Regions from separate parts of the Xenopus laevis genome. Here region 2 is linked to region 1. The links are chromatin contacts, called in public Hi-C maps. All regions are on one chromosome and are shown on one strand. The core of a region is the stretch at or near the end of the contact, and the rest is flanking DNA. Distances in the headings are between cores, read along the strand shown.

What was found. Hi-C and Micro-C count contacts between places; a contact is called where the count stands out from the background.
Region 2: a contact with region 1 is called in a Hi-C map of the XTC cell line, with 4 times the contacts expected there. The contact joins the enhancer-like site here to the promoter of spry1.L in region 1. A contact is called at or near these places in 2 of 4 Hi-C or Micro-C datasets (the XTC cell line and animal cap).

What each region holds. Positions count from the first base shown.
Region 1 is chr1L:69,659,057-69,663,509 of Xenopus_laevis_v10.1, reverse strand. It overlaps spry1.L (sprouty RTK signaling antagonist 1 L homeolog), which reads left to right and starts at 2,223. Exons shown (of 1, transcript NM_001137585.1): 1 at 2,223-3,182. The coding sequence starts at 2,223. The coding sequence ends at 3,182.
Region 2 is chr1L:69,780,130-69,784,582 of Xenopus_laevis_v10.1, reverse strand. All of the region lies in intron 14 of spata5.L (ATPase family protein 2 homolog), which reads left to right. Among protein-coding and RNA genes, the nearest start is that of spry1.L, 120 kb to the right of the region's middle. Within about 2 kb of position 2,577, at least 1 of the 7 cell types and tissues checked has an H3K27ac peak or open chromatin away from gene starts, as enhancers often do.

The sequences.
Region 1 (4,453 bases), core at 974-3,473:
CCCTGGCCCTTATTGTCGTGGCCCCTGGAGAGAAAGCTGCTGCTGCAACAGTCGCACACAATCGTGCAAGCTGTGGGGATTTACTGGAGACATGTCCCATGCTTAGGCCCGCCAGTCCCGTTCGGATCTGCCGCAGCCTGGAGTTGGACGGGTTATTGCTTGGTGCATGCTTGCACAGAGGTAAGTGTCTGCTCTTGTCGCAACGACACAACACAACGATCTTCTACTGCAGCTCCCAACATGCCAGTGAGGCTTTAAGGACATTCCCCCCGTGTCCCCAGTATCTTAGCTGCCACTTACATGATAAATACTACTGCAACAGTTTTAGTGCTGAACTGCAGCTCTCACAGTGGCATCTACATACAGTCCTTACTTGTAGTTGCAGAACAGCTGGAGGGATGCAGCTGCAGTAGAACCCCCATTTTACATCCCCAGATTTGAAGTTTTCCCTCATTTTACATTGTTGTTTTGTGGTGCCACCTATATATTATGCATAATACATTTCCCTGGATTTTACAACTTTTTTTTTTTTTTTTTGGTCCCCTGAAAAACATAAAATGTGGGTTCTATTGTACTTTACACCCCCATATTGGGGCCCCAGTTATGCTTCAGTGCAAACTAGTCGCAGCTGGTGCGGGAGTTAGAGGTGCTTCACATCACGTTGAGGCACAGAAACATATAAAGGAACTGTGTACTGTACCCCCCTACTCCCTTCCAACGCAGGATCATGGGGCCTGAGACACCTAACCTAGTGGTGGGTGCAGGTAGTTGGACTAGTGCTGGCGAGTGGGTATTTCTATGGAATGTGTAGGACAGTGAATAGAGGGGAGAGGACGCTGGCACACTTGGCATGGGGTAATGAAAAGCGAGACACCGTAGAGCTGGGGGAACCATCTCTTGTACTGGGGCTCCAAGCAGGGAACAGATGGGAAAGAGCTGCAATATGCGGAAAGTCTGCCCCCCTGTGGCAATCTGTGCCTCTCTCCCTCCTCCTCACAGTCACGACTTGTTTTTCATTCATAACTTTTTCCTTCCTTTCCAGTCTCCCCCTCTCTGATCATTGGGATTCTCTCCCTGTAGTCCTCCCTTCCCCAATCAATCTGCCTTTCCTTCTCCCCCATATCCATAGCTTTGCCCATTCCTTCTGTCCAGCTCAGGGCTCTTGATACATTTGGCGCACATTGTACTACAGGTATCGACTATTGGCATTTTCTGCGCAGCAGATCGTGCGACTTTCCTCTTCTTCAATGGAAGTGTTTTGGCGTGTGTGTATTGTGCAGCTGGAGGTGTGACACTTCGGTGAGCTGTGGGATTTGTTAGTGTGGCAGGCATGCACCTCTGCACGTGCCTTCATCTGTGGCTGTTGGGTGCTGCTGCTATCACCCCTCATCTCTGCTTCACCCCTCATCTCTGCATCTGCCTTGCCAATATACATTCAACCTAAAGATCCAATCCTGCGCCTACACTGGAACACTGCTGCTTAGGGGATCACTGGAACAGATAAGCTGGAGGTTAGCGCTGGCAGCACAGACTGATTACTTCTCCTTCTGTCTCTTTTTTCTCTCTTTCTCCCTTTTTTTTGCTTGCTGAGAACTGCAGCTGAGGTGAATATTAAATGACAGGGGTCTGCTGCATTCTTTATTTCTCTATGGCAAAGCTCTAGAAGTTAGATTTGCTTTAAACAACAATACTTGAAGATATAGCCCCTTCCCCAGAATAATCCACTGAAATTCCTGGCTATAGACTTCAGCCCTTTTTGTGATTGGTGACTTTCTTATACAGTTGAGTAAAACTAAAAAGCTTATTTTTTTCAGAAATATATATCTTTTCTCCACCCGGCTAGGTTCTCATTACCAAAAATCATTATGTGTGGCTTTGTTAGCATGCACATTAGCAAAGCAAGACGAACTCGGCGCTGAGACTGTAATGTTACAGTATCTGGAGGCTTTGTGTTTTTCCTGAACCAGTTGCATCATGCACACGCACAGTTGGGTTCTGCCACACACACAATGGCTTTCATTCCGCATTCTCGGTTATCTCATTGTAGCAAGGAGTATATTAAATATAAAGGGGGAAATTTACATTTTTCACTGCGATGATTCACATTTGTCCCTTATGTTGTCTCCCAAAACACCATTCTTAAATATTTATCTTTTTTTGTTGGCAGGTTTTCAGATGCATGCCAAGTTCACGTTGAATGCCAGAAATCAAGATCACTACAGATGGAGCTACAAAGTCAACATGGCATTGGTGGTTCATTAGTCGTGATACAGCAGCCATCTTTAGACAGCCGGCAGCGGTTGGAATATGAACGGGAGGTTCAGCCAGCAGCTATCTTGTCCTTGGATCAGATCAAAGCTCTTCGGAGCAGGAATGAATACACGGAAGGCCCATCCATGGTAAAAAAGACTGCACCGAAAACTGCCCCGAGGCACATTAAGCTGGAACGGACTCACGAAATCATACCAATCAATGTGAATAATAACAATGAGCACAGGCCCACTCACTGGGCACACACAGGACACCAACCTAATGGAAGGGCCCCTGGGCTCAGCAGGTCGACTAGCACTGGTAGTGCAGCCAGTTCTGGTAGTACAAATAGTGCTTCCTCTGAGCAAGAACTCCTGGGGCAATGCCCACCACCCAGATCAGCCTCTGGTCACAGGACTGAAAGGATAGTCCGAATGCAGCCCAAGGCCAGTGCTTTGCCTGTGGAGGACATAAAGAGCTCAATAAAAATGGACTATTCACAACACCGGTTTATATGTGAACAGTGTGGGAAGTGTAAATGCGGAGACTGCACTGCTCCAAGGACCCTGCCTTCGTGCCTGGCTTGTAACAGGCAATGTCTGTGCTCTGTGGAGAGCATGGTGGAATACAGCACTTGCATGTGTCTGGTCAAAGCAGCTTTCTACCACTGTTCCAATGACGATGAGGGAGACTCTTATGCGGATAATCCTTGCTCTTGTACCCAATCACACTGCTGGTCTAGGTACCTTTGCATGGGAGTAATGTCCATCTTCTTACCCTGCTTGCTCTGTTACCCTCCTGCCAAGGGATGTTTAAAACTGTGCCGAGAATGTTATGACAGAGTTAATCGCCCAGGCTGCCGATGCAAGAACTCAAATACAGTATATTGCAAACTGGACGACGTTCCCCGAGGCCAGGGCAAGCCCTCCTGACTTTAGAGGAGAGCGTTTGGCTTCTCCTGACACATTGTGGAAAAGAGTGTGTGTGTTTGTTTGTTTGTGCGTGTGACTTCCTTTTCCCCGTAATAATGTTCTAATATTGACCTTTATCACACAGTAATCCATATTACTGTAACTGATCCTTTCATGCACAGGCATTAACACAGTCTTGTGGTGAGGAAAAGGGGGGGAGGTTAATGGGAGCCCTTTTATTCTCAACGGAACAAGTACATTCGGTTAAAACTGTAGCTATTAATGGTATATCTGATTTTTATCAACCTATTTTTTGGTTCATTTTGTGACTTGGAATGTGGGCGTCTTTTTTTTTTTTTTTTTTTTTCTCTTTTAATCACCGCAGGAGAAGTCTAGTAACAGCTCCCCCTTCTCCTTTCTTCTGTATATCCGAATGCATATGTAACCCCTTTATACAGAAAGGCACAGTCTGTATAATAGAAGCTCCTGCAGAGCCTTACAAATTGCAGTGTTATCACTGGCTCTATGGGAAGAGTTGTTCCTAACCTTGTGCCTGCAGCAGAGGGGTTAATCCATATGAGCCTTTGCCCCCTTTTTCTCATCCCATTTCTGTTGCCTGTGTGTAGAGAAGCATCGCTGACATTGGTCTGTTAATGTGTCTTTGTTGAAGGATTTTTTCTGCAGTTTGGGGTTTTAAACTTCTCTCATGCACACCACCAAGCTTGCCTTATTGCAGCTATGGGTAACTTGCAATCCTGCAGATGTTGTAGAACTGCAACGGCATCCTGCACTCCCTTCCCAACTAGGGTGGTGGTGAAGGGTATCGGGAATTGTAATTTTACACCATCTGGGGGGCTTCATATTATCCAACGCTGCCTTTATAGTGTTTCTGTTACTATAGTTTATCTTTATATGCCAGACAATTCAATTCAGTAGCCTTAAAGAAATAAGCTCTTTCACCCTTGGAACCAATAGTTTCTTGCTGGTGACTTGTTCTTCTTTTTTTTTTTTTTTTCCTTGTGTGTTTTTCTTATATTTTAAGTGTTTTTCTGTTTTTTTTTTTTTTTTTTTTAATGTCTTGGCCACACCCAGGCATTTTTGTATATTTTATGTACAAATCACAAAGTTGAATATTGACTATTTTTAAGACAAAAGTCTGTTAAAAACGTTTTTTTATTGTAAAGAATATTTATTACGTGAATCTATTATTTTATGATATTTATTACAAAGAACAGTTAAAAAAATTTTTACTCATCTGAATATAGCAAAAGTATCAATACTTACTGAGAAAT
Region 2 (4,453 bases), core at 1,328-3,827, 120 kb before region 1:
TATAATAGTGGGAGTGCCAAATATTTTGGCTGGCGTACTTTCGCCAGCGCGAACGTATCTATCTGTATTGTTTCTAGCGTTTCTTTCTTCCTAGTGAAACTTCATTAACATACCTCAGCCTATGTCAACCTAAATATTGACGTAAGTGTATACAGGTAATATACATACATATATATATATTGTCCTAGGAATTTAAATTGTAAATAAGTATGTTAATGAAGTTTCGCTAGGAAGAAAGTAACACTAGAGAAAATTCACTTAGAAACAATCGGGATGACAAAGTTTCACTGGCGAAAGTATGCCAGCGTTCATTTGTGGAGACGAAACTTCACATTTTGATAGATATGCATAATCGCTGCGAAATAACGTCTGATGAAGTCGCTCAAAGTATGGCAGAGACTTCTGAGGGGAAAATTCACCCTTTAGTATATTTGCCCCTAAATTTTACCCTGATTTAGTTTCAAGACGGTCTACACACCACTACTTTGGACTTCAGCCTCATATTTTTATATATAAAAATGCTCTAAGGAGCTGATGCATTAATGTTTGTATTTTTTTTAATGAAATTTGCGCTATTTATGGTGTAAAAACCATGTAAAAGTACACCATCTAAAAGCTGCAGAGGTCATGTAGAAGTCAATGCGAGCTTTTTGCTTATTCTTAATTCCGATTCGTTGCTTGTTTTTATTCGTTTGTGCATTTTATATTCAGATCTTTTAATAAATAAGCAGACATTCATGCTTCTTTAAAATGTGAGTTTAGCCATGGTTGAAAAAACCTCTAACACTACAGAATTTTGAACTTTGATAAATAGGCCTCTAAGTGTATGCCAGGATACCTAAAAAACACACTTAGAGAGCCTGCACACTTAGAGAGCCTGAAAAGTTTTTATGGCCTGCAAAATAAAATGTACCAAGCACATAACTGTTAGTGGGAAGTGGCCAATGACCAGGGGCGTATCTACAGAGGAAGCAGACCCTGCGGTTGCCAGGGGGCACCCAGGAGGGTAGTGCAGTCAACATATCTTGGTAGAATATTTCAATTTACCAAAGATTCGGGGCCTTAAATTTAATCTTCTCTGGGGCCCAGTAATGTCTATTTACTCCACTAAAAATGGGTGCATATACAGTGGTGTGAAAAACTATTTGCCCCCTTCCTGATTTCTTATTCTTTTGCATGTTTGTCACACAAAATGTTTCTGATCATCAAACACATTTAACTATTAGTCAAAGATAACACAAGTAAACACAAAATGCAGTTTTTAAATGAGGGTTTTTATTATTTAGGGAGAAAAGAAATCCAAACCTGTGTGAAAAGTAATTGCCCCCTGAACCTAATAACTGGTTGGGCCACCCTTAGCAGCAATAACTGCAATCAAGCGTTTGCGATAACTTGCAACGAGTCTTTTACAGCGCTCTGGAGGAATTTTGGCCCACTCATCTTTGCAGAATTGTTGTAATTCAGCTTTATTTGAGGGTTTTCTAGCATGAACCGCCTTTTTAAGGTCATGCCAATAGGATTCAGGTCAGGACTTTGACTAGGCCACTCCAAAGTCTTCATTTTGTTTTTCTTCAGCCATTCAGAGGTGGATTTGCTGGTGTGTTTTGGGTCATTGTCCTGCTGCAGCACCCAAGATCGCTTCAGCTTGAGTTCACGAACAGATGGCCGGACATTCTCCTTCAGGATTTTTTGGTAGACAGTAGAATTCATGGTTCCATCTATCACAGCAAGTCTTCCAGGTCCTGAAGCAGCAAAACAACCCCAGACCATCACACTACCACCACCATATTTTACTGTTGGTATGATGTTCTTTTTCTGAAATGCTGTGTTACTTTTACGCCAGATGTAACGGGAGGCACACCTTCCAAAAAGTTCAACTTTTGTCTCGTCGGTCCACAAGGTATTTTCCCAAAAGTCCTGGCAATCATTGAGATGTTTTTTTAGCAAAATTGAGACGAGCCTTAATGTTCTTTTTGCTTAAAAGTGGTTTGCGCCTTGGAAATCTGCCATGCAGGCCGTTTTTGCCCAGTCTCTTTCTTATGGTGGAGTCGTGAACACTGACCTTAATTGAGGCAAGTGAGGCCTGCAGTTCTTTAGATGTTGTCCTGGGGTCTTTTGTGGCCTCTCGGATGAGTTGTCTCTGCGCTCTTGGGGTAATTTTGGTCGGCCGGCCACTCCTGGGAAGGTTCACCACTGTTCCATGTTTTTGCCATTTGTGGATAATGGCTCTCACTGTGGTTCGCTGGAGTCCCAAAGCTTTAGAAATGGCTTTATAACCTTTGAAATTGAACTCAGGTGTGATAAACCACAGTTAAGTTATTTTTTAACAAGGGGGGCAATCACTTTTTCACACAGGCCCATGTAGATTTGGAGTTTTTTTTCTCCCTTAATAACGTAAACCTTCATTTAAAAACTGCATTTTGTGTTCAATTATGTTATCTTTGACTAATAGTTAACGGTTTTTGATGAGCAGAAACATTTAAGTGTGACAAACATGCAAAAGAATAAGAAATCAGGAAGGGGGCAAATAGTTTTTCACACCACTGTAGTGCTCACTGTGTGCCATCATTTTTCAAGGAATGGTTGAGTGATTACCACTGTATGTTTACTGTGTGACTAATGTGTGAAGCCTTAGGCAGTAAAAACTTTGTGCAAGAGCTTCTCCATGTATTCATACATACCTATTCAATGAAAAATAAGCCACCCAATGACCCGATTTCCTTTCCGTTCTTTGTCATCTGTCTGTCTAACTTGTGGGTAGGGTTGCCACCTTTTCAAAAAAATATTTACCGGACAGTTGTGGGGACGGGAACTAAAGGGGCAGGCCATGATGCAAAAAGGGGCGGACTGTGATGCAAAAATTGGTGGAGACATGGGGGGGTTCCACAAATGGGCCGGGCCATGTCTTGCAATACCAAGAAAACAAAGAAACGGTAAATTCCACTGGAGGGCCAAGGGCTTTTGTTAAGGGTATTACAAATTAACGGCAACTACATTGCCTGTAAATTTGTAATTCCGACCTTGGCAGGTGTTTTACCGGCAGGGATAAAGGTACCCACTCACTGATCAAAGTCAGAATTGTTTTATACATTACTTAACCATAGGGCAAACGGGGTGATATATTTTTATGTATCATTCTGCTGTATAATTAAATACATCCTGAAGCCAACAGATTACACGCATATTAATCCCAAAGCACATTTTATTAGTTTAGGAACTCTGGGGTCCGTTTACTAAAGTGCGTTAAAAATATTCGCACAATATATAGACAGAATTTTCGCCAAATATGTTATCGCCAGTTTACTAACCTGCGGTAAATATAAATTTGCGAATTTTCTTGCGCAAGAATAATTGTTCGCCAGTTATCGCATTTGCTGAAAATAACGCTACGTACACATTAACGCATGGTTTACTAAACAGCGAAATGTGCTAAAGACAAAATTAACGCCAGAATATTCGCAAACTTTTACCGCCACATATGAAGTGGCGTAAAAGTATTTTTTCTGCCAGAAAATTCTCAAGGGGCAGGAAATATCCCATAATAATGTTTTTTTTTTACCCATCATTCTTTGCTGACAGGAGAGAGATCTGTAGCTATTGCTGACAGGATGTTTGGCTTCTGTTTCTATCTGGTGCAACAGCAGCAGTTTCAGCTCAGAGTCGTATTATTGGCAGTGGCATCACAGTCCAAGGATTCGTCAGCCTCTACACTTTTTGGTTTCATTGGGATTGGCTACATTAAACTGTACATTTCTATGAAGCAAAGAGATTGACTGGTATCATTTCCTATGATTCTATTGGCAGAAGGGTTTATATGATGCATAAATGTTTGATTGGTGGTACTCTGGTGATGTTGTTGGATGGTATAATCATCAGTCAATAAAGTTTATAAGTTTTGAAGATGCATTTCTGGCCATAAATGTCACAGTAAAAATTGCCATAATAACCGCCATAAAACAAGACTATTTTATAGCATAAATATTCGCAAAAACGTAATTTTTCGCCAGAAAATTCGCAACTCGCTAAAATTACCTCTAACGTAAGCTGGTTCCTTATCGTAGTTACCGCAAGTGATCGCAATGACTTCTGAGCGCATCGCTGTTTAGTAAATTTAGTCGCTGCGAATATTCTGGCGTAAAAATATTCTCAGCGATAACATGCGGAAACTTAAAGTCAGATTTAACGCACTTTAGTAAACGGACCCCTATATTTATAGTTTGGTTGTAGGCTTTACAGGGGGAGAACTAAATGTCTGGACTACAGGTATGGGATCTGTTGAAACCCATTATCCAGAAAGCTTCGAATTACAGGAAGGCGATCTCCCATAGACTACAGGTTATCCAAATAATCAAAATTTTTAAAAATTATTTCATTTTTCTCTGTAATAACAAAACAGTAACTTGTACATCATCAAAACTAAGATATAATTAGTGCTTATTGGAAGCAAAACCAG